2 separate regions of the Anas platyrhynchos genome follow, and region 1 is linked to region 2. Evidence: chromatin contacts called from public Hi-C data. All regions are on one chromosome and are shown on one strand. The core of a region is the stretch at or near the end of the contact, and the rest is flanking DNA. Distances in the headings are between cores, read along the strand shown.

Region 1 (6,630 bases), core at 1,019-3,518, 65 kb after region 2:
CATCCTAGCTGAGTGCTTTGTCACATGGCTCCACCACTGTTAGGAAGGCTGAGAACAAATTGATTGCATTGTCAGACCACTGCCTCTCTTTCCTGTACCTACTGGAATTGATGGTGCCTGGGTGGTGTTGGGAAAGTTTTCCCAAATTGCTGCTGCTTTCACATGCTGAATACCTTGCAGTGTTATTACGAAGGTGAATTCTCCTAAAATAGGCTCTTTTTTACATTTAACAAACACAACCTATGTTATGCGATTCTTGTCCCTCTCTTGCATTTTATTTTTAAATAAAGTTGCTAATGCCAGTGTTCTGTGTCAATATGCAAGCACATCACTTCTGCAAACCCTACACATGCCTAAAACAGAGCTCCTGGCTCCTACGTTGTTCATGCCCTGTCTTTTGCAGGGACCCCTCTGCCTTGCTGGAGCTTCCCCTCCTTGTGGGGCTGTGCAGGAGCATTGCTGCTCCTAATCCCACCCTCACCACCCCAAAACAAGCTGCAAAGAGCTCCTCAGAGGCCTGTTTCTGAGCACTGCTGAGGAGCCGCAGCAGCGCCACGTTCATCTTGTGCAGACCTCCCTGCAAGAAATCCCCTGGCAATGGCCCCAAAATGCTAGGGCTGGGTGAGCCCCTACCCTGGCCACCCACAACTAAGCTCCTGGCCCCCAAACCTCCTTCCAGCCTCGTTTCCCCAGAGCTGGGGCAGGCAGACGTTCCCACAGCCGTCCTGCCACAGTGAGCCCCTGCCAGCTCTGGGAAAAGCAGCTTTCCTTGCATCAGTGGCACGAACAGGAGCCTAAAAATATCAGCACCCCCCCCTCCCACCCCTTTCCTTTTAGCTGGGGGGAAAACAGGGTTGAAAACTAACAGTGTGAACCTTCCCCTTCTAGTTCGCAGTGTGCTATTTTTAAAGGCCGTTCCTTCTGAAATGCCTCGGTTCCAGTTGTTTTCCAAAACCAGAAATACCAATGATGTGCGTTTTTCCCCACAGCGGATCATTCAACAAAGCTGCGTTTCACGAAGCCCCAAGCCTGCCAACATTTTTGCAAAAATAATCTGCCCAGCCTTTGTTTTCATGAGCGATTATCGGATTTGGGTGAATTTTACTGGATTTAAAATTTCTTGGAAAGCTGGTGGCATTAGGAGTACAAAACCTTTAAAAAAAAAAAAAAAGAGTTTGTTGTTGTTTCTTCTCTCTCTCTCTTTTTTTTTCTTTTTTCTTTTTAACTGAAAAATGTAATTCAGGGCCCTGTTAACTGCCTGTATGTCTCTCCTAGCCCAGCCTAGGATGAAACCTGAATCCCCCGATTGCCTTGCCTCCCCGTGGGGCTGGAGGTTGGAGCCACCTGGAGGATGACTGGAGCTGGAAGATGTATGGAGCTGGTGGAGCTGGACACCATGAGGTTCCTTGTAGGGAAAAATAAGGATCAGCCAAGCCACCACCAGGTAGGCAACCCAGTGCTGAGCCTGGGGTACCTCCTTCTGCTGGCTGGGGCCGGCCCCAGCTCGTCCTTGCTCATCCTCTGTGCGCAGCAGCCTCTATCCGAGGAAGGTAAGGGATTGTCCGTCAGTTTAGCTCTGTTCGCTCCTGAGGGCTGGATGTTACCACAGCTGGGAGACAGTCGTGTTCAGTAAAAATTCCTGGGGAAATCTGATTTGGAAGAACTTCGCATCAAAGTAGCTGTGGGTCAGGGGAAATATGCATTTGAACCGAGTGAGCAAATATGTTAATTCAAAAGGAATTAAAAAAAAATAATAATAAAAAGGCTGTAAGGTCCTGGGTCAGGCTCTCATTAAAGTCTGAGACTTCCAGAGAAAAACATGGCTCATTTCTCAAATTAGGACTCATCTCGTTCCTCTTTGGTGACCCCTAGAAGAGAGGAGTTGCTGGACTCCACAGCTCAGAGCATGGTGCTCCTCCCATGATGGTCCTGGCCGTGTGTGGAGCTTGGTGCTCCTCCTGTGGTGGTCCTGCTCTGCTATTTGGTGCTCCTCCCATGAGGAGCTCATCCTCTGGGCTTGGGGCAAACCCTGGCTGTGCCTCCACTGCCTTATCTGCAAAGCCGAGAGGAACAGGAGCAGCCTCTGCGTAGAGGACAGCGAAGATCTGCAGATAAAAGCACCAAAGACAACCGGCGATGATTAAAGGGATGCGCACCCTTTGCTGTGCGCGCAGTCTAAACATGCACGGGCCATCCCGGGCCCTTTGAAAGCTGTTAGATGCTTTAAAGCTAAATATTTATTTTATCTGCGCGGAGTCGGGACAGCCCTGTGTTGGGAGATTAGCTCAGCTCCCTCTGTCAAAGACATCTCGGCGAGGAGTCACAGGATCGGGCATGAACACGTGGGAAAAAATGCTGGATGAGCGCGAGATCCTGACCCTGCTCCCAGCAGAGCCTGCAGGGGCACACATCAGCCTCGGGAGCTGGAAACTTTGCCTCAAAACCCTGAGTGTCCACACCAGAAAGCTGTGTTTTTTCTTGCCTCTTGGGGAAGAAAGGAGCTCAAAAGCCCTCGGTTATGTTTAAGGCACTGAGAGAAGATGCAGCTCGCTTGGGACGGGACTGATTGGGGCCAGGGAGCATTGGAAGTGGTGGTGACACCATTTGGTAACTCGATTCGTCTTGATGTTGTTCTAATAGCTTTAAAAACTGGGCGGTGCTGGAAAGAATTTGGCTTCAGTGACCCATAACATGAATTATTTTCATCCAAGAGACAAAAACCCCAGTGTTTGTGCCTGTGCCCATGTGCGTGGGTGTGAACTGGAGAGCAGAGCATCCCCTGGCTCCGCAGGCAGGGCTGGTGAGCATGACATCGGCATGCTGAGAGCTGGAAAACGCTGCTACTGCCTTCCCCAGCACCAACGTGTATTTTCCAGGAGCAGACTGAAGGAACAGCTTGCTATGGAAAGCCCTCGGGGCTTTGAGAGGAGCAGGGTGGCTGAGCAAAAATGTCCAAGAGCTACGAAACAGCTGGTTGGGCTCCCTCACCCCCAGGCTCTATCTTAATCCCATTAAAATCAAACTGGGGAAAGCTTCTGCCCACTGGTGGGACTTTGGGGCTGCCCTCCCTGCCAAGTGCACCCTCCCAGCCGCCCTGCTGCTCTTTTGGGGACACCTTGCTCCCCACAGACGTTCCTGATGGGTTGGCGTAGTGGATTTTGTGGGCACCTCCTGGTCTGGCAGAAAGGGGTCACCGCGTAGCTGCAGGTGTCAGAGTGAAGGGGCCCCGTGCACCTCACCTGCATGAATTGGGTGCTCACACGTGGATTGGGTGCTTGGCTGTGAAATGATGAAGTGCACACAGGTAAATCTAATAGGAACACACATGTAAATTAACCGTGTGCTCGTGCACGAGCTGGTCAGGCGCTGTGCATGAATTAATTGGGTGCTCATGCACGAGCAAAGGTTGGGTGCTAACGCATCAACTCCTCCAGAACCCATGAGTGAATTCTTTGCTTGCTCATGCTTGAGCATTTTGGGTGCTCATGCATGAAGTAATTGGGCTCATCCATAAATTAATTGGGCGCTCATGCATCAGCTAATTGGGTCCTCATGCACGAATTAATTGGGGATTCTCGCACGAATTAATTTGGTGCTTATGCATGAACGATTTGAGCTCCTGTGCATAAATTAATGGGGCACACATGCATGAATTAACTGGGTGCCCGTGCACAGACTATTTTGGCAATCACACCTGAACTAATCGAGCTCCCACGTGAGCGCTGCAAATCCTGTTGTTTGTGCCCAATACGACCCACGATGACCAGACTGGCTGAGGGCCACACAAGGCATTGCATGGGGCGGTGCTGTGACACTGTGGAAATTTCTCCCCCTACCCAAGAGGCGTCCCAAGACGTCTGCTCGGGAGGAGGACACCACCCAACCTGCTCTGGGATGCACCCTGCTCAGAGCAGCAGGAGGAAAAGCTGCCTGCCTCACCCGGCTGGTGCGGTTTGTGAGGACGGGTGGAAAAAAACAAGGAGAAACCCTGCTGCACTTCCTCAAACGAGAACATCTCGTTCAGCCAAATGCAAAGCCGGTCCTCGAGGGCGCTCCTGAAGAGACGAGGAGACGGGGCGATGGCAACAACGCCGGTGCCCTGCTGGGAAAGTGGGAAAAGAAGCATTTGATAGTTATCACGGCCTTACCACAAAGCATATGCGCGCAGCGTCATAGCAAGGGCTCCGTCAGTGCTTCTGCACTGCAGCTCTGGGGAATTTGGACTCGCAGCTGGCATCAGAGCGAGGTGTCCCTGATGCTGGAGCAGCTCCAGCCTGCCGTGGCGATGGGGACAGCAAAGGCAGGCAGCAGTTTCTGCCTGACCCTGCAGCAAACTCAAACCGGGAGAAGTGGCAGATGTCCATCTGCTTTCTGCAGAGCTGGGGTAGGTGTAACTGTGCGGAGCTGGAAGGGGCATCCCGGATGGATGGTTTTGTTGGCAGAGCCCACCAGGAGAGGACTGAGACACCGAAGACAAAGCAGGTGAGGGCGCAGTGGGAGGAGAGTGTGTGATGGAGCCCCAGCATCACCTCTCCTCAGCAAGAGGACTGCTTGGAGCTGTGCAGGGAATGACTTTTCAGGAGACCTGGATGGTGCCAAGGCCTGAAGGAAGACTTGAAGAAGATCGTGGCAAACCCAGAAAAAAAATAATAATCAAATCTATTGCCTTGGAAGAAAGCCCTACCTGAATCCACGCAGAAACAACTTCATTGCCTGTAGCAGCGATGCCTGCTAAAGATCCTTCTTGAGATGCCTTCAGGCTGGGCCCAATTATTTTATTGAAAGCTGGGGGGGGGGGCGGGGGGCAGTTCCCCAGCCCCAACATCTGAGCAGGAGACTGGCTCCTCATTCTCACAGAGCCGATCTGCTTGCTCAGGCTCTGGCAGATCTGCTCTGCCAGGGCCCAGGAAGCTCTGAAGAGCCTCTCGAATGCTCTCGATGGCTTCTCAAGGTAAACATCTTATGCTGTGCGTGCTGAAAATACCCACGGCACGGAGGCTCTAATGTGAAGAAACCCCAAAGGAAAGCAAAGGGAGCAGAGGAGATGGCAAGCAGGCAAGGGGATGGAGCTGAAGCCTTGAAAGCCTTTTTCTTTCTGAAGCAGCCCCATCTCCGTTGCTGGAAAGCTCCTGCACAGCCAGAGAGCCACCCTGGAGCCTCTCCTCTCCCACGCTGTATAAAACCACGCATCGTATTCCCTATCAAAGGGCAATAAACACACTTCAAGTGTGTTTATCTCCTGGCTGACGAGCTCGGCTTAAAAGCTCAATTTGCTAAGCTGGAAGGAGCTCTGCCTCAGCGCAGCAAGCTCGCCGGGCTTCAGGAGGCTGCTGGAGAGCATCCACCCTGCGGCACAGAGCCATAATTCAGCCCCCGAGCCCAGCGCCCTGCGGCAGAGGCAGCACCGGGACTTTGAAGGGAGGAAGGAGGAGGCACCACGAGGTCCGGCCTCGTGGCTCCTGCCAGGACTGGAGGTGCTGGAGGTGCTGGGATGCTTTGGGAAGGAGCTGCAGACCCTACATGTACTCTTCGTTCCAGCTGAGCTCCTCTTCCTCTCAGCATTTCCCTGAGGTTCGGCGTAGCAGGGAGCTGCTGGATGGTTTCTCCTCCAAGCCCCACCACCACCACCACCACCCCGCAGCATTGCCCCTGCAGGAAACACCTCCCCAAAGAGCCCTTTTTTTCCTCCCGTTTGGGATTGCAGCTGAAAACGCAGCACGGAAACCTTCTCAGGCTGCAAAGGGGCTTTGAAGGGATGGTGTAGAGCACCATCTAGTGAAGGTCCATGAGGAAACCATCATCTGCAACCCCCTGAGGAGCTGCTGGTGCCTGCTGTGTCCTGCTCTTCCTCCTCCAGTGTGGAGAAACTCGGTCCCAGCTGCAAAGCTGATGGCAATCGGAGCGGAGCGCAGCTTCGTGGCTGCTTTTTTCCAGCTTTCTCCTGCCCCCCCCCCCCCCCCCCGGTGGGAAGCAGGCAGCTAAATCAACATTACAACCTTTTTTTTCCTCTCTCTTCTCTTCTGAGGCGTGACCTCTCTACCTGCAACTTCAGCCCGAGCAGCTGGAGAGCTGCGATCCCTCTCGCAAAGCCCGTGAGATGCTGCCGAGCCATCTACCTGCCCCCTGCCAGCGCTCTAATTAAAGCCTTAAGGATGAGTTAACATCTCCATTTCTTTCCTTTTTTATTATTATTTTTTTTTTAATGGACATGTTTGAAGTCTCTCATTGCTTTGGGCAGTCTGTGCTGTGACGAAGTTGTTAGCTGGGGACACGTCGCGAGTGGTAAATCGCTGCCACCACCCCCAGCTGGGGGCAGACAGGCCGGTGAGGAGCTGCCCCGTAGGGTTGGGGACAGTCTCCAGCTGTTCAAAACCCTCTAGAGGGAGCCCTGATCCCAAACATCCCCGGCTCAGGCCCTGCAAGACGACAGAGGTGCTGTGTGGGCGTAGAGATATAGGAATTGTGTTTTGGTGGGGTGGCTTTCTTTTTTTTTTTTTCAATTTTTTTCTTTTTTCTTTTTAAGGTTCCACACTGCCTTAATGTCCCCACTGAATGCAGGCGTGCTTGCTGGCTCCTCCTGCGTGTCCTGAGCATCCACACCTCTGGAGAGGGCCACCAGCTCCTTCTTCA
Region 2 (6,988 bases), core at 3,439-5,938:
GTGACCAAGGCGGTACAGCTCCTGTTAATGAAGTTTTTTGTGGTACCTCAGTTCATTTACGAGCAGATGTTTACTTCAAATGGAGCAGCAAACTTCCCAAAGTTTCGATTTCTGTGCAGGGCGCTGAAGCTGGACGAAAGGGGCTGCCACCACCAAGAAACCAACTCAGTGACACTCTGAAGGAATGCTAGGGCTTAACCCTTCGTTTAAGAAACTGTTCTTCTCTAAGAAGAATATTTGGGTTTGTTGGATCGCCACGTACAACAACAAACTGAAGCGTCAGTGCTCAGTATGCATTTCAGCACTTAATACGCGCTTTAACGTTTTTGCTGATATTCAGAACGGCGTTACATTGAGGAATAACACCCGACCCACCACATAACTTTTTTTTTGGAGTGTCATCTTCGCCCGAACGCAGCTCCTGCCCCTCTGAGGCGAGGCAGAGCAGCAGAAACCAAGCCCCGGGGCCAGCCCCAGCGGTGGCTCCGCACCACACGCCCCGAGCCCCCCTCTCGCAGGGCGGCCCCAGCCCTCGGCCCTCAGCCGCCACCTCACGATCGTGCCCGGCCCTTGGGGCCCTTGGGGCTGTCCCCACGTCCCCGGGGGGCTCTCCAAGGGACAAAGCCGAGGGCTGAGGTCCGACCCCTGGCCGCTGCGGGGATTTTCACCTCAGCCTCCGCCGGGCGCGGCTGGAGGGAGGGAGGGAGGAAGGGAGGGAGGAAGGGCGGAGAGGAGATCCCCTCGCAGGGCCCGGGCGAGGCAGGACAAGCCCTGGGGATCCCCCGCTCGCTGCCGCGGGGTATGGGGTGCCCTTCCCCGGCCGAGGCCCGGAGGAAACCGGCCGCCCCCCAGCTGGGCGACCCGCCGAGGCGAGGGGACCGCGGCTGCGGCGGCGGCGCCGCCTCTTACCTGAGGGCTGCGCGGGGGGCGGCGGGGCCCGGGCGGGCATGGCTGCGGTGGGGTAAGGGGAGAGGGGACGCGGCCGGTTATCTGAGGCCTCCCGCGGCAGCCGCCATCGAGGGGGAACCCATGTCACGGCGACAGGAACCGCGTCGCGGCAGCCCGGCCCCCTCCCGGCGGCCACCGCCTCCTGCCCCGCTGCCGCCGCCCACTTGGCCCCGCACAGCCGCCGCCCCCGTCGCTCCCAGCGGCGGCCGGAGAGGCGGGCAGCGCCGGGGCGGGCGAGGCGGATAAATAAACGACGAGCGGGCGAGCAATGCTGCGGTGGTGGCGGCTGCTCCGCTAAGGGAAACGGCGGCGCTGCTGCGCGGCCGCCATCTTGAGTGCTGGCAAGCCTCCCCTACCGCGGCAGGGCGGCCATCTTGGACGAGGGGTGAGGCGGGGGAGCGGCTGGCAGGGAGGTGAAGCCGTGGCCGACATGTTGAGTGAGGGCAGCGGGTTTTTTTTTCCTTTTTTTTTTTTTTTTTTTCTTTTCTCCTGGCGGCCGTTATTTCCGCATAACGGCTCCCCGACAACTTCCACGGACCCTCGGGTCTCCCCCAGTCTGCACAGCCCCTCTGGTGCCTCAGGGAGCGGGCTGGGGTCTGCAGCTGCGAGCCCCGTGTTGCGGTGCTTTCCGTGCTCTCACCTAGTGAATGTGAGGGATTTAAGTCTTATTTTTTTTTAAGAGGTGCCCTGTGGCTGCGCAAGGTGGAGCCTGAGGGAGGCTGCTCGGGTGCGGAGCCGGGAATCCTGTCAGGAGCCGTGCCCTGCCCTCACGGCTGCCGCGGTGAGGGGGCTCGGGGCCGTGAGGGAGTTTCTCCGCGGAGAGGTCCGGCAAACCGGTGGGAACATAAAAAAAGAACCCCCAAAATAGAGCTGAGGAATCGGGGAGAATCTGTCGGAGTGTTTCAGCGAGGAAAGTGGCAGGAGGAGAGCTGAGAGAGGACAGTGCTTCGCAGTGGGAGCAGCGCTGCAGAGGATGGGTGCCCCTGGTGTGAGGACTCGGTGAGGGCTCAGAGCATCTCTTCTCAAAATCTCTTGAAGAGATTTTGGTTTTGCCTGTGTTATGAGGTGGCTTCATTTCTGATTCTTGAGGGTTAGGATAACATTCCTGCATAGGAAATCGTTGATTGCAAAATTTTGCCCCTTTGAAGTTTAGGGGGAAGTAGTCTGATCCCATGTATATGATCCCACAATCCTGTTTCCAAATCCACCTCTGGAACAGACAGCAGGATCGCTATTCCACCTTTTATGTCTCTGCGTGACCAGGGGGCAAACTTCTTGAACTTCAGAGCTTACAAACCACTTAATCCTCGTGGAGTCCCTGAGGGCCTGCCTGCGTCAAGCTGAAACCTCAGTTCGTAAGCACTGGGGGCTGCCAGAGTTGCCTCCTTCAAAGTGTAGCTTGGTACAAATTTGTTTCTGGGAAATGAGATTCATAAGTGTCTCCATTTAATAGAGAAGGTCTGTGCATAGGCTAGTTTCAAGTGCAACTCTAGTCAAATCTTCCTTTAGTTGAACTGGGTTTCTCAAGGTTGTATTTTTGTGGTTTAGTTCACTTGTTTACTGTGCAAATTCAGTCAAAAGGGGTAGAAAGACTGTCAAGAAAGCACACAGGGGGATACTGTGGTTTTTATATTTTTTTTATGTGCCCTTTTCCCCAAGGAGCACAAGCAGACAATGATTTGATCTCATAGATGAAAGAACGTTAACAGCAAAACCACTAATAAAAATCATGAGAAATACCACATGCATACTTCTGTGTGTTTTTTCTTATGCTTTTTTCCATTCCTAATGCCTGTTTACACTGTATTGGTAAGTATTGTCAAAACTGCAAACACCAAGTATTTTAAAATGCAAAACAAGGTTTTAAATAATGTGCGAAGCCTGATATACATCCCTTGACAGTAGCAAACTGAACACTACAGTGGTTACAACACGCTGACAAATTACAATAATAAAATAGCAATCAAAGCGTAATAATAAAACTTTGTTCCTATGGAGGCTTAAGCATATATTTAGACACAGTAATTTTTCTGAGGTAGGCTTAAAACAGGGTTGTACGTATGACTCTTCGTGTTTGAGATGGGTTTGTGAATAAAAATGCCTCAAATGCTTTTTAAGAGTAATTATAATTAATCTACTAATTTAATAAGACATATAAGGCCTCTGGGAAGCATGGGAAAATTATATTGTTAATACAATATTTCAATTACATTAGGAGTCCTGTTACAATAGCTTAAGATAATCATAAGCGACTATTAATGAGGCTGGGTGAGTGTTACATTTCGCCACCTGGTGGCTGTTTTCTTTTTTTCCAGCTTAGTGTGAGAAATGCAGTGTAAAGCTTGTGCTGACCTGGCAGGAGAGGAGGAGAAGCAATGAGGGGACTGGAAGGTAGGCAATTTAGCTATCAAAGAACTTTGACCTTCACCCAGTGTAAAATGTGGTTTACGATTGTATGGGTGAAGAGAAAAATCTGTAAAAGAAGTGAAATACTTAGTTGTAAAGCACCAGACAAATTAGGTAATTTTTTCCCATATCTGGCAACAGCCATTAAGTTCTAAAGCCCCAAAATATACCTCAGAGTGTGCTGTTAGTCCATGGAGCATCTTTTCCTGTACCAGCCGTGTTTATATAATGGTCATTGGCTGTGTGTGTTACCCACCCCTGTGGCAATATTGTAAATAACATAATTAGAGGAGCTAATTTTATTATTATCTTCTACAACTGAGGCATCAATGATATGAATGAACATATTGGATAAACACACAGCCTTCTAAACAACCCAGGCAGCAACCTGAGCCCCTGCACCCTAAAACAAATGCAAAGCTCTTGTGTGGAAGAGCCACAAGCCCAACCATGTACCACAGGAAGAGAGCCAGAAAGATCAGCAGCGTCAGTAATTAGGTCCTAGAATAGAAGGAAAATGGTTAAGTAAAATTCCCGGATGGTTTGAGGAAGTGAGTCATATCCTAAGTTACAAAGAAAGGCAGAAAATCCTTCCAAATGGTCCCTGCCAGTTTGACCAGAGGGAAATTTCCTTCTCTTGGTGGTGTTCAGTAGTTTCTAGGATCAGAAGCTTTAATCAGTATGCAGTTGTGAGTCTGTAAAATTCATTTAACTTTAATGCAGGATCAGATGAGAGGTAAGTGTCCTACATGAAAAAGTGAAGGTGATCTTCACTTAGGCGTAGCCTGAATGATTGACAAGATGTGTGGGATTTTTTTTTTTTAGTCATTCCTGCGTAAGCTTTGCTGGTTGAAGGGGATTACATTTGCTGACGAAGGCAGACTGACTCTTTATAATAGCATTAGCCGTGTTATGTATTTGTTCTATGAAGTGGAATCAACGAGTTACAACCCTATTCAAGGTTATATTTTCAACACGAGTTACAACCCTATTCAAGGTTATATTTTCAACACATGAACGTTTCCTTCGCAGAATTGCATGGATTACAGACACTGTGTTATTTGAAGACTGTTCTAGAGTAGCGTTCTAAAAATCTTCAAACATTTTGAACTTGTTTCCTTTTTTTGTCTTATACTTCCATGTTATTTCTATTCTGACAACATTATGAAAAAACGCTGTAATCTTGAGATATCCATCTCAGTGCGAAGCCCCTCTTACGTAGTGCAGTAAAGGTTTTAGTTGAAGTGGGACTGGTCTTGATAACTCCAAGGTCTCAACTGGTTATCCACAGCAAACCAGCTTTATGAGTCACTACTGCTAAGTCCTAAACTGTCAGGAGAGGGCGCAGCCTTCTTAGAAGTCTTAGATGGAAAAAGATGGCATGGTGTGTCAAAATGATTCAGAAAGGCTGTCTCAAAAACCCACAAGGTCTGCAGGCTCACTCCTCCTGGTTTAGGAACTGAGGATGACAGGGAGCACTTGTTATGATCTGCATCCATGTGCTTCATAAACTCAGTTATTCATAATTCTCAAGAAAGTGGAGTACCTGTAGGGAAAACATGAAGCTTTGTATCTCTCATTTTGGAGTTTACAGTATGGTTCCTAACTGGAGCTTTTGGTTATACTATAAGCTGCACCACTACTGCATGGTATAATGCAGAATAGCTTCTGAAACACACTGGATTGCTAACAGTGTAGTTTTTCTTTTAAAACAAATAAAAAAGTAACAATAAGTTTTGTTGTTGTTGTTTATTTGCAAAATATGTATGGTACAATGTGTCTTCTGGCAGTGCAAGCTTTATATATGGAATAAGCTTTAATCAAAAGCTAGATAAGTTTTTATACTTCAGGCAGTTTGCTTTCCTCTCTGCTGAGTCTGGCAGTGCTGCATATCAGAAGCTAGACGTTCTGTTTCCTGAGAAATTGTGGTGCTTGATTCTATTTTTTTAATTCAAAATTGAATCAGACAGTTGAAGATCTGAAATTATCCATAGAATGAGTTTAAAATGTTCTTTGGGCCTACCAGATCATTTCATTTCACTAATGCCAGAGCCCTTCATTTGTGCTATTGTCAATGCAATGCTAACTAATTTAAATTTTTTTCCATGAAAATGAAATATAAAAGTAGAAAATCAAGCAAATTGAAAACAGGAAGTCAAGCTCTTGCATTTTATCTTCACAGAATGTTTTGATTTTTTCCCATCCTGACATGCAACTGAATTGGCACAGTTCTGTGAAATGCTTTTAATTTAGTAAAACTGCATTTATCTTAGACCATTATAGCTGAAATAACCCCTGCTACTGCGCTATCAGGCAGAAAGAGCTTGTCTGACTGAATTCACCAATCAGCCTCGAAAGCTTTACATGAAAATTGTTTGTGGCTGTGGTTTCAAAAGGTGGGCATTATCAAAGCTGGCTGAATGGATAATACGCCCTTTCCTCTGCCTTCTAAATAGGCAAGTTATTGAAAGAAAAATTGTGCAGTTACTGTTACCTAAGTTAAACAAAGCATTGTGTGAGAGGAGGATAAGCTAAGTGGCCTGCTACTGAACTGCACTGCTGATGTGTCTTTGAGCATTGGAAGATGCTAAAAGACCTGAAGCAGTCATTGTTTTTTTCTTTATGCAGTGGTTAGGGCCCTGAGTTCTGTCCTGAATCAATGCAGACTGCCTGGCTCTTGTTGGAGTTAGAGATCAGGGAGCCAGGAGTGCCTCTTGGTCCCTGGGCATCTTCCAGCCACAATGGGGACCCCCTTGAGAAGAGACCAGCAGCTTTACCCCATTGGTGTCTGTGAGCTGGCTGTGCAGCAAGCATCCTGAGGCTCCATGTTCCCCTCTGTTCTGAGAGTGTCTTAATTCCTGCTCCGTGTCATCTTTATTCTGCTGACAGTGAAAGGAAATTGCTGAGCCTGGCCTCCCTACGGTTGGTGTTAGCTGTTATGGCCACTCCTGTGTGGTGATCCGTGTTTCCTCCCAGGGCTGTAGTGCCTCTCAGAGCTATTCAGAGGTACAGAGATACTCTTCTGAACATCTCAGCTGCTCACATCTTCTGTATCACCACTAATTCCATTAGCATTGACCTTTGGGCAAGGGAAATCACCAGGCAATGGTTTCTCTTGTTATGGGTATCCCACAGAAGTTTTCCAGTTCTTCAAGGGACTGCCTCCATCTATTCTAGTTGCATGACATTAACATTAATTTATATGCAGCATATAAAGCCTTTGTTTGGAGTGCAAGCTTGTTACTCTTTCATACAAATCTCCCTAGCTATCTTTACTGGAGTCACAGTTACAAAAACACAAGGCATTACTACATCAGCAGCCCACTTTCTTGTGACTTGCAAGCCATTAAAAATCCCAAAGTTGTCTTTAAACAATCTAAATATGTGAACTACAAAGAAAGCTATGTAGTTCCAGGGGGAAAAAAAAAAAAGATTACAATTATTTTAGGTGGGCCTTAGAAATCTCTTATATCCATATGGTTCTTTGGTTTTTGGCTCAGGCTTATTTGGGCAGGGGTAGAATTGCTGACACTCAGTACCGTGTGTTTGGGAGTGGGGTTTGTTTTTGTTTTCTTCTAAGGAACTCCATTGCAAGTCTCAACCATGTTTGGAGCCTCTAATGAACATGCAGGCT

Evidence for each region. A called contact is a pair of places that touch in the nucleus more often than the background predicts.
Region 1: a contact with region 2 is called in a Hi-C map of liver, with 7 times the contacts expected there. The contact joins two enhancer-like sites. A contact is called at or near these places in 5 of 8 Hi-C or Micro-C datasets (F1 follicle, liver, skeletal muscle and 1 more).

Annotation. Positions count from the first base shown.
Region 1 is chr3:13,313,348-13,319,977 of IASCAAS_PekinDuck_T2T, forward strand. LOC101793288 reads left to right here. Exons shown (of 26, transcript XR_011808005.1): 23 at 1-193; 24 at 1,276-1,444; 25 at 6,524-6,630. Among named protein-coding and RNA genes, the nearest start is that of PELI1, 18 kb to the right of the region's middle. Within about 2 kb of position 2,269, at least 2 of the 8 cell types and tissues checked have an H3K27ac peak or open chromatin away from gene starts, as enhancers often do.
Region 2 is chr3:13,246,378-13,253,365 of IASCAAS_PekinDuck_T2T, forward strand. It overlaps LOC101793288, which reads left to right and starts at 1,390. Exons shown (of 26, transcript XR_011808005.1): 1 at 1,390-1,947; 2 at 3,264-3,339. It overlaps AFTPH (aftiphilin), which reads right to left and starts at 1,077. Exons shown (of 8, transcript XR_003496100.3): 1 at 910-1,077. Within about 2 kb of position 4,689, at least 1 of the 8 cell types and tissues checked has an H3K27ac peak or open chromatin away from gene starts, as enhancers often do.